3 separate regions of the Gossypium hirsutum genome follow, and all the other regions are linked to region 2. Evidence: chromatin contacts called from public Hi-C data. All regions are on one chromosome and are shown on one strand. The core of a region is the stretch at or near the end of the contact, and the rest is flanking DNA. Distances in the headings are between cores, read along the strand shown. Region 1 holds the start of LOC107899714. Region 2 holds the start of LOC107899709 (UPF0481 protein At3g47200). Region 3 holds the start of LOC107899715 (30S ribosomal protein S21, chloroplastic).

Region 1 (3,171 bases), core at 117-2,616, 140 kb after region 2:
AACTCCAGGTTGTCAATGGAACCCTTACTATACTTTTGGCTCTCTCAACTTCAATGAACAAAAGGAGTAAATCAACAAAATTTTCATTTTCCCATTTTTTCCCCTTCCATTTTCTTGCCTGGAAGGCCACTTCTTCACTTCAACAAGTGAAGTTATTGCATTTTAGGAGAACTTTTAACTTTGGGGTTTACTGCTTTTTCATTTTAAACCCAGAATTGAAATTGCATTGAAAGTTTCAAACATCCATAAAACTAGGTTTACAGAACCTAATGTGCACGTGAATACACGTGAAGCTATGCATAATTTAACAACAAAAAAATATGGGACTTAGGTTTGGAGCATGGCATAGCAAACACATTTAAGAATCGTTTCTTGTCGAGGATAAATGTATGCCTCTCACGTGCGTGCACGTAAATGGACATCTCGTTTTCGTTTGAAAGCACCTGGATGGAACAATTTGATCCAAAGATGAAACAGTGTGTGTAGATAACAGGTTTCAGCTCAACGACTCTGAAATTAATTTGGGTTTTCTTCATCAGTCTTAACAACAATTGGTAGATTTAAATCACTATTTCTGATTAGCTCAACCAATAAACCATGTCTCCATAATATCATTCAATTATCTTTGCAGGCCGGTTTGTACATACATAGACCACTTCAGAAAGGTCATTATCACCAATAATCTCAAATCATTTTATTGAAGGCCCTAACCCACCATCTCACCTGCAAAACAAATCCACAAAGGCTTTAGCATGTGTTCATTGCTCTAATGCATGAACATGGTGTTCCTAAGGAATGGTACTCTTCAAGAAGAACCAATGCAAAAAGGTTGTGGAATATTACAAGGTTTGACCTTTACTTACCCCAAATAGCAGATATAATCACAATAATAACATAAAGGTCGTGGAATATTACAAAGTTTGAACTTTACTTACCCCAATTAGCAGATATAATCACAATAATAACTAAAGCAAAAAAGTGAAGACTATGTACCAAAAAAGTAAAGGAGAGAGCTTTACCAAAGCAATGAAACATACCCATCCTGCAGAAAAAAAGGTCCAGAGCTGAAAAGGAGATTAGAATTTAGAAACTCTTTTTCATATCTTAAGAATCCATGAAAAGCGAAGCTAAATGCTTTTACCATGATATCCATGTGAAGCCAGTGAGCTCCAAAGTCCCATTTTCTTTCTTGTTCATCAAATAGGGTCCAAGTTTTAGGCTTTTTCTTATTGTTTGGAGCCCAAGTTTTAAGTTTTGTTTGGATAGAAGGAAAGTGGATTTGCAGTCTTGGGCCTAAGAAAGCAAACACATATTGTGACTTGAAAGTGGGATTTGTTTAAACCACTAATCAAATTATAGTGAATCATTCATATGAATTTCACATGGTTTGATCTCGAAAGTTCAAAGCTTGAAAGAAAAAAAAAACGATCACGCCAGGCAGCCACATGGCTTGGCCGATCATAAATCTCTAATAAATATTTTCTCCATGATTCATGATTGAAAAGCTTGATTGATTAAATATATTCCGAAGGGTGTGATATTTTTAGTGAATGTAAAGCTCAAACAGACAGACAATGACAATTGGAGATGTTCGGTGTTGGCATACAAACAAAAGAGATATAATTCTTTCTTTTTATTAGAATTTTGTTATTGCTTTGATTTTCAAAAACTCTTATCTTTTGGTACTATAGCCACAACCATCCTCAGTGGGTTTTCCATATTCCATTTGCTTTCCTCTCTTTTTTCTTTCTGTTTGGAATTTTCTTGCTAATCTAGGACAGGTTGCTAATCTAGGACAGGTCGGATTTATGGTCCAATTTGATTATTTTAAATATATTTTATTATAAGAACAAAAAGTAATAAAAAGAAACTATTTCCAGCACTGCTTGCTAATTGTTTTGCTAACTTCCCTTTCGATTCAAGACTAAGCACTTTCTCTTCCAGAAGCCATTTTTCCTTTCTTTTTTAACATAACGCTAAAGAAAAAGAGCTCTCTTTCCTTTCTCTCCCATTTTCTTTTTGCTTCTGCCTTTTGGGTTGCACAGTCCATTGGTAAAATAATTGGGATGCTGTGGTTCTAAAGAGTTGGAGACAGAGAGAGAGAGTGGGAGAAGAAAAAAAAAAGAGATGGGTTCATGTGTTTCAGTGCATAAGAGCTCTCAAGAGTCTGCCATGAAACTTGGGCTTTCTTTAGAGCCTAAAACAGATAGCCTTATCATTCCACCTTCACCTGTTAAAGAGAAACCTGCTGCTGCCAATGGTGACTTTGCACTTAAATCTCAATCTTCCTCTACTTTTAAAGATTTAGGTAATTGATTTCTTTTTGGTTTTCTTGGTCTTGTTTTTGGAATTAGTTTGCTTCGTTATGAGATAAAGGCAATCTTTTTTTATTTCTTGGCGTACATTTTTATCATAAATTGAGTACAAAGTTTTGAGCAAAAAAAAGAGTACAAAGGTTGTTTTTTTTTTTCATTCAGGAATGATGTTTTATTTCGATAATGTGAGATCTGAAATTGAGTACGTGTTGATCTTGATGTCTAGTAGACTATTTACATTTTTAATAGAAGAAAGGGTTTTTTTTTCTGGCTTGATGAATAATGATGCTCCCAATTATTGATTTTTATGATTATGTTTCAATCTGTGCCATGAATGATATGCCTAATGAAATTGGTTTTAGCTTTGTTGATTGTGAGATATAAAAATGGTGGCTCCTTTTTTTTTTTTTGGTTTTCTTATATTTGTGGGGTCTTGTTATTGTTTCATAGCACAATAGAGTATGGCGTGGTGACATTTCAGAGCATTTTCACCATTGTTTTACTGCAAGTTCGTCTATCTTAGCTTAAATTTATTTATTAGAGTTGAGATTTCTTTATAAGTAAAAAAAAGTTCATGTTTACTAGTTAACTCCATTTCCCCCCTTCCCGTTTCATATGAGATTTGTTACAGAGAAGTAGCTTGTCTTGCAAGAAAATTCTTCCGTATTGTAGTTTTTGCAAAAAAAGAAATCTAATATAAGATGTAATGAAGCCAACTATTCTTAAATCTCTGAATTTTTGGGGTCTAACTTAGACTTTTGGGGTGGATCTTTATTCAGATGGATTGAAACGCCCTTGTTCAATACCTTACCTTGTGATGTGGAATAGTAATAGCATAAAGACATGTCAGCAATTT
Region 2 (3,172 bases), core at 140-2,639:
TAAAGCTATTGAAAGTTTTAGATTTAGGATTAAGTTGATGGAATGTATAAATATTAGAGGGTTAAATTTGATATTAGACTAATAAAAAGAAGTTCATGTAAACTAATAAGAAAGTGATTAAAATATTTAATTTTAAAAATTAAATTATAAAATTAAAAAATTAAATAATTAAATGTCTAAAGTAGAATGAATTATATAGCGAGTATTATTGTAATTTACATTAACCTAGAAAGTGTACGAAATTTGGAAGATGCCACTATTTAGGAAATTATTCCATAAACGGATGTCCAGTTTTCCATTTGTTTGTTAGTTGAAAACAAGGAAAAATAAAGTGGTTAATGCTGAACTCTTTTTATTATATTATTATGAAAATTTTTAATTTTTTAATATTTTTTAATATTATTAATATATAATTTTTGTAATTTTGTTATTCTGAATCTCAAATTTTAAACCCTAATTTTAAATTTGAAATCTCAAATTCGAACACGAACTTTGAATCCCGAACTTCGAACTCTAAACTTGAAACTCCAATCCCGAATTTAAATCACTTGAGGTTTAGGATTTGAGTTTGGGATTTAAAATTCGAATTCAGGATTCGAGTTTCTAAGGTTAGGATTCATAGTTTTGAATTTGAGATTAAAGATTCGGAGTTTAAAGTAAAAAATTATTAAAATTATGTGGAAAAAAATAAAAAAATTAGAAAATGATTATAAATGATGTGATAAATTCACGATTCATCAAGGCTGTGAAAATGTTGAGCTGTCACAAACTGATTTATTGTTTATTGGGGAGAGGAAATTTGACGTGTAAATTGTGGGGGCTTAAGCTTTGGCCTCCAGGGAACATGGAGTTTGTTGAAAGGTTCAGAGAGTGACACGTGGAACATTAAAGTGGAACTTGATAATTTTATTGATTAAACAAAGCATATTATATTTTGCAAAGGAGAAGAGGAGTTTAAATTTTTAAAAATAATATTAATGGAGCAGGAAATAAAAAATCTCGAATATAAACAATAAGTGGGATATAGAAGATAAAAAGAGAGAGTTAAATCTGATTTTGTTTTTATGAAGAAAATACTTTGGTTTGCAAAACTTGATTTTCAAGCAACACCAATAGGCTGGATAAAGTAGCAAAGAGAAAAGTGAAGAGTAGAATCCAGAAGTTAATTTTTTAAAAGAGAAATCACAACCATATTAATAAAATTGAGTGGTGGTTTTAGTTACCACTTTTTACAAGCCAGGAAGAAAGGCGGGAAGAAGAAATATTAAAAATTAGGCATGCTTTAACTTTTGCTTTTATCTTTATTATATTTTATTCTTTTGACACCCCAATAGTTTACACTTGGGACTATCTCAAACTTAGCTCCAGAACATATAACCATGCTTATTTATATCTATATTTCTTTTACTTTGTTAGATCACCATGGATTTTTCCAACTACTCAAACTCAATTTCCATCACACTTTTGTTTGCAGATTTTAGGACTGAAACCTGCACAACCTGAACTCTCTTTTCTGCTTTGTTTTTTCCATATTAATTCTAGACATTTTTCCTTCTTCTTTTGATATCTGTCACTTTTGTGTTTTGTCTGAAGAAAGGAAGGGGAAAAGAATATGAACATCACCAACATAAAAGCATTGGATGGAAGGTCAGATCATGTTGTTTGTATGGATTGTCCTTCTGAATCTGTGGCATCTTCCCTGGAAAATATGATGGTGCGTAATAATTTTCTGCCATCTACATGTTGCATCTTCAAGACACCAAGCATACTTTACAGGCACAAAGAAGAAGCATACATCCCCAATGCATTTTCATTCGGGCCCTTTCACCATGGCAAACCGAACTTGACTGAGACCGAAAAGATCAAATCCAAGTATCTGCAATGCCTTATCGCTCGATCACATTCACCGGAAGCGAGGTTGAAGCAGTGCATTGATGTCATCAAAGAGGTCGAGGAAGAGGCTCGGGCATGTTATGCAGGTACAATCGGTTTCAGCCACGATGAATTTGTGAAAATTTTGGTGCTTGATGCGTGCTTTATTGTTGAGCTGTTCCGCAAGGATGCTAACTTGGTGTCCAAAGATGACGATGACCCTGTTTTCACCATGTCATGTATGTTGCAGTACTTGTTTCATGATTTGATTTTGCTAGAAAATCAAATACCGTGGCTAGTGCTTGAACGCATATTTAGCTTGACTGCTAGTCCAAATGAAGCCAAGTCTCTTGTTGGACTTACCCTTCAGTTCTTTAGTAACATTTTCTCATCTGATGAACATTCCATTGAACCTCACCTTTTTGCCAACCAGGAAATCAAACATATTCTAGACTTATTAAGGAAGTCATTGATTTTACCATACAGTGGTGAAGATAGCCAGCATTGCTTGGGGTGGCAACCCTTTCCTTCTGCCACAAGTATTAAAGAAGCCGGAATTGAGTTTCGAAGAGTTTCATCGAGTAGCATCTTGGATATAAGGTTTAGAAATGGAATCCTTGAAATGCCATCTTTGCTGATCCAAGAAACCACAGAAACCATCTTCAGGAATCTGATTAGTTTTGAACAATGTTACCCAAATTGTAGTCCTGGAGTCGCATCTTATGTCATTCTTCTAAGTAATCTCATTAACACTTCCAAGGACTTGGACATACTTTGTGGTACCGGAATTATCGACAATTGGCTGATTCCTGAAGACTCGACCAAGTTCTTTAAGGCCTTATATCATGATTCTTATGTGAAAGAGTTCCATTATTTGAGGCTTTGTGAGAATGTGAATGGATATTGTCATCAATGGCGGTCTAGATGGAATGCTTTTTATAAGCATAACTATTTGGGTAAGCCATGGGCTATTGTTTCTGGATTTGCTGTGGCTACCTTTTTGATCCTCACCTTCATACAAACCTACTACATCGTCTTCAAATAAGATCAGGTCTTTCTCAAGGGCTTGGAACATGTTTTATGTAAGAGTAACTGAATTTCTATGTTTATGAAAAAAGTTAATGTTTGTAAAATGTAAAAAGGTAATAAATGTGTATGTGTGTTTCTTGAGTCAATGGCTGCCTCTGCTACTAGGAACATGTGTAAACCCAAGCCTTTTTGCTTTTGTTTTGTTTTGTTTGTTTTTTTTTTTTTTGTAAAATCATATTTGAGTGAAAATGTAAACTTGGAGTGAATGTGT
Region 3 (3,526 bases), core at 93-2,592, 180 kb after region 2:
CTTGGGGACGCCTGATCACATATGCATCAGAGAAGACATAATCATCACTAATTATTATCAACAGATATAATATAACCACAAAACAGAATATGCTCATTGAGAGCTAAGATAAAAGGGTTGGAAATTGACCATGAACTCAAACAGAAAAAGGCAAGGCCTAACTAGTTCATGGAGGATGTAAATGTAGAAGAAACAAATAAAACTACACCAAATATGTTACATGTTCAACTAATATCAGAAACTGCATAGAATATACCCTTCTTAAACACTACTCTACAAGCTCAAATTTGAAAGCCTTCGTTCAATATACTGAAGTTGTCTCCTCAAACCATATTTAGAAATCAAATGCTGGGGATAACAGCTCAACTGAACACCATGCGCAAAGGAAAACAAAAGCAGCTAGGCCTTGACACATTGCATTGGTAAATCAATCACAAGGAAAACTGCATAGGCTTCAATTTTCATCGCTAAGAAACAAATACCCAACAATAATTTTCTAATTTTCCCCTTCATATCCTCCAAGCTCCACCAGGGAACCAAAACTGTCTAATCTCATATGAATTCTTCAGCCCTTATCTTCCTTTCCACCCCTAATAAAACCCACAAATTCCAATGCTAAATTACTCAAAAAAAAGTTAAACAAAAGAGCCTAAGCATATGACATACATTGCATAGCATCCAAAGTTCCTTTCTTTTTCTTCATTATCTTTACACAGTTTACAAAAACAAAGGAAAGGCCAAAATTTTACCTTCTACGATTACGCTTAGCAGCCTCGCGTGACTTACGCTTCTTCTCATCTTGCTTATTCTCAAAGAACCTCCTCCTCTTACACTCTTGAATAACACCAGCTTTCATGACCTCTCTTCTGAACCTGTTAAGCAGTCTTTCTTCAGGTTCATTGTCATCCACAATAACCTGGATATTGTAAGCCGATTTGAAGAAAAGGGTGTTGGCATTTGCAAGAGAAGGGCTTATTACTGATGACAATTCAGTGGATAAAGAAGAAGATTGATCCTCTGGAGCTGACCATGAGAGAGGAGCATTTTTGGGTTTTTGGGAAGAGAGTGAAAGGCTGTTGAGAGCCGGTGGGGCTTTGGGTGGAGAAGGATTAGGAGGTAAAAGGAAGGAGAAGAAGTTTGAGAGTGAGAGTGAAGTAGCCATTGTTGTGGTCTGTGGTGTAGATTGATAGGCTCAGCCTGGCTTTGAGTTTTTCAGTTTGTGGATGTTTTCTGACTCTACTTTCTCACATTGACACTATCCCTTTGTGTACTATTTGAAGATAAGCTGACTTGGCCTTGATTAAAAGTTTAGGCCAATTTTGGGTCTTAAATTTTATTGGGTTCTAAAAGATTTTGGGCTTTTAGCCTTTTTTGAGTCAAAAAAACTTACGGAGAAAAAGCTTAAATTTCTTTTTTATCTAACTGGAAATTAAATTTGGAAACTGTAAGTTAACTTGATGTTTTTTCTAGGTACCTTATTAATGCCGTTAAAATATATTAACGTGACATTAATGACCAATAACATGAGCACATGTGGAAGCCTCATATTTTGATACATGGCAAACTAAAATAAAATATTTAAATTTTATAAAAAGTTATAATTTTTTATTTTTCCACTTGTCAGAATATGAGATTGTTATATGTCACCATGTTATTGGACGTCAGTGTCACGTCAACATATTTTAATACTATTAATCAAGTATTTAAAAAAAGTGTCAAGTTGACTTATGAATTCAAAATTTAGGTATCAGATAAATTTTAAAAAATTAAATACCAAATTAATATAAATTGTCAAATTCAAATAACTTCATGCGCGTGTGTATATATATATATCCAAGTTGATATTACCTATGATTATTTGGCAACAATGAAAATAGCTAATAATCTATATAAATTATATAAAATCAACTCTTAATGGAGTGTTTAAGAGTTAATAGAGGTATTTTAAGTAGTATAAATAATTAATAAGGGTATTTTAAATAATATAAAAAAATTAATAGGGATATTTTAGGTTAGTTAGGGATATTTTAAGCATTAGAACTTAATAAGGGAAATTCATGTATTTTGTAAAAAAAATAATTAATTTACTTATAAATTATAAATTTTATTATTATATTTTTTGTTATTTTTATTTAATGTGCATTTATCTATCTTAAATATATATATATTCAACTGCTTTTAGAGTTATTGAAGTAAATAGATGTATTTTGATATTTCAAGAATATATTAAGGACACTTTTGATATTTTATAATATTAATTATTACTATACTAATATTTTTAAATTGTGTTATTGTAATTTTATAAATTTTGTTTTCATTGTATTTTGAAGGCATTGTTAATTAAATAATTATCATTGTTTTTATACAGGGTAAAATAATTATTTAATCTCTATATTATATTATTGAGGTCAGAATTATGGTTAGCTTTTTTTTTTGTGTGGAAAAGATGGTTAGTAATTTTTAGTTATTCTATATATAATTTTATAAAGATGGTCGTTATTAAAAATAATTACGGGTATGGACCAAAAATCTAAATACGCGTTGATATAGACGCGTTTTCAGGAGATAACCTAGAAAAACGCTTTCATGTCAGCGCTTTTTTCTTGTGTCTGGCAAAAGAGTGCTGACGTGAACACACTTTTGCCCAAAATTTTCAAAATTTTTTTTAAAATATTACAAAAGGTCCTTTTTTTTAAATATTACAAAAATAGATCAAAATTTTAAAAATATACGAGAATAAGACTTTATGAAGACCCAAAGTGACGGCACTATTTTTTTTTTTGATGCCACCAATTAATGTGAAAATAAAACTTACAAAACAGAACTTTATATAGACCCAAAGTCTCATTTCCCTTATTTTCTTAAACAATATGAGATGTAAGATATATGTATATATAGATTCATGAATAAGTTTACAGCTTGTTCCTAGGCAATATGAGTTTTCTTCCTCTTTTAACTAACAACATAAGATTAAAGGCTACACTATATTTTATAATTTTTTTTACAAAACAATTTCTATTTTTTTATATTTTGTTAACGTTTTCTTGTATTATAAAATTATCTTTTGAGATTTTTAATCTTGTTGCATTTTAGAATTGTTTGGTACTTAGATAGTTTTTTTTTTGTAATTTTAAAAAATTGATCTCTTTTTCTAAATATATATTTTTAATATTTTACTATACTCATTAATTTTTTAATCCTAATTTTAATTTAATTTTCATCACCTAATGAATTCTAATAAATTTATTTCAGATGTATTTTGACTGGATAGGTAATCTATTTAAACATAGTATATAATTATGTTAAATAAGTTTTTTAATAGAAATATATAATATACATAAAATATAATAATTACTTTTCATATTTTTATATCTAGATTAAATTACATTAGTAGTCACTTAACTATGATTTTTTGGCTATCAAATTATAAAAACTTACAAAATGATCACTCAACTATTAGTAATCTTTTTTGGTCACCCAGTTAACTTGAATTTTGAGGTATGTAACAAAAAAAAAGACAAATTTG

The links. A called contact is a pair of places that touch in the nucleus more often than the background predicts.
Region 1: a Hi-C map of leaf shows a contact between it and region 2, with 1.9 times the contacts expected there. The contact joins the promoter of LOC107899714 here to the promoter of LOC107899709 in region 2. A contact is called at or near these places in 2 of 34 Hi-C or Micro-C datasets (both in leaf).
Region 3: a Hi-C map of leaf shows a contact between it and region 2, with 1.7 times the contacts expected there. The contact joins the promoter of LOC107899715 here to the promoter of LOC107899709 in region 2. A contact is called at or near these places in 2 of 34 Hi-C or Micro-C datasets (both in leaf).

Annotation. Positions count from the first base shown.
Region 1 is chrD04:16,446,893-16,450,063 of Gossypium_hirsutum_v2.1, reverse strand. LOC107899714 reads left to right here and starts at 1,366. Exons shown (of 3, transcript XM_016825493.2): 1 at 1,366-2,308. The coding sequence starts at 2,128.
Region 2 is chrD04:16,583,475-16,586,646 of Gossypium_hirsutum_v2.1, reverse strand. LOC107899709 (UPF0481 protein At3g47200) reads left to right here and starts at 1,389. Exons shown (of 1, transcript XM_016825488.2): 1 at 1,389-3,172. The coding sequence starts at 1,613. The coding sequence ends at 2,917.
Region 3 is chrD04:16,401,058-16,404,583 of Gossypium_hirsutum_v2.1, reverse strand. It overlaps LOC107899715 (30S ribosomal protein S21, chloroplastic), which reads right to left and starts at 1,342. Exons shown (of 2, transcript XM_016825494.2): 1 at 750-1,342; 2 at 1-11. The coding sequence starts at 1,162.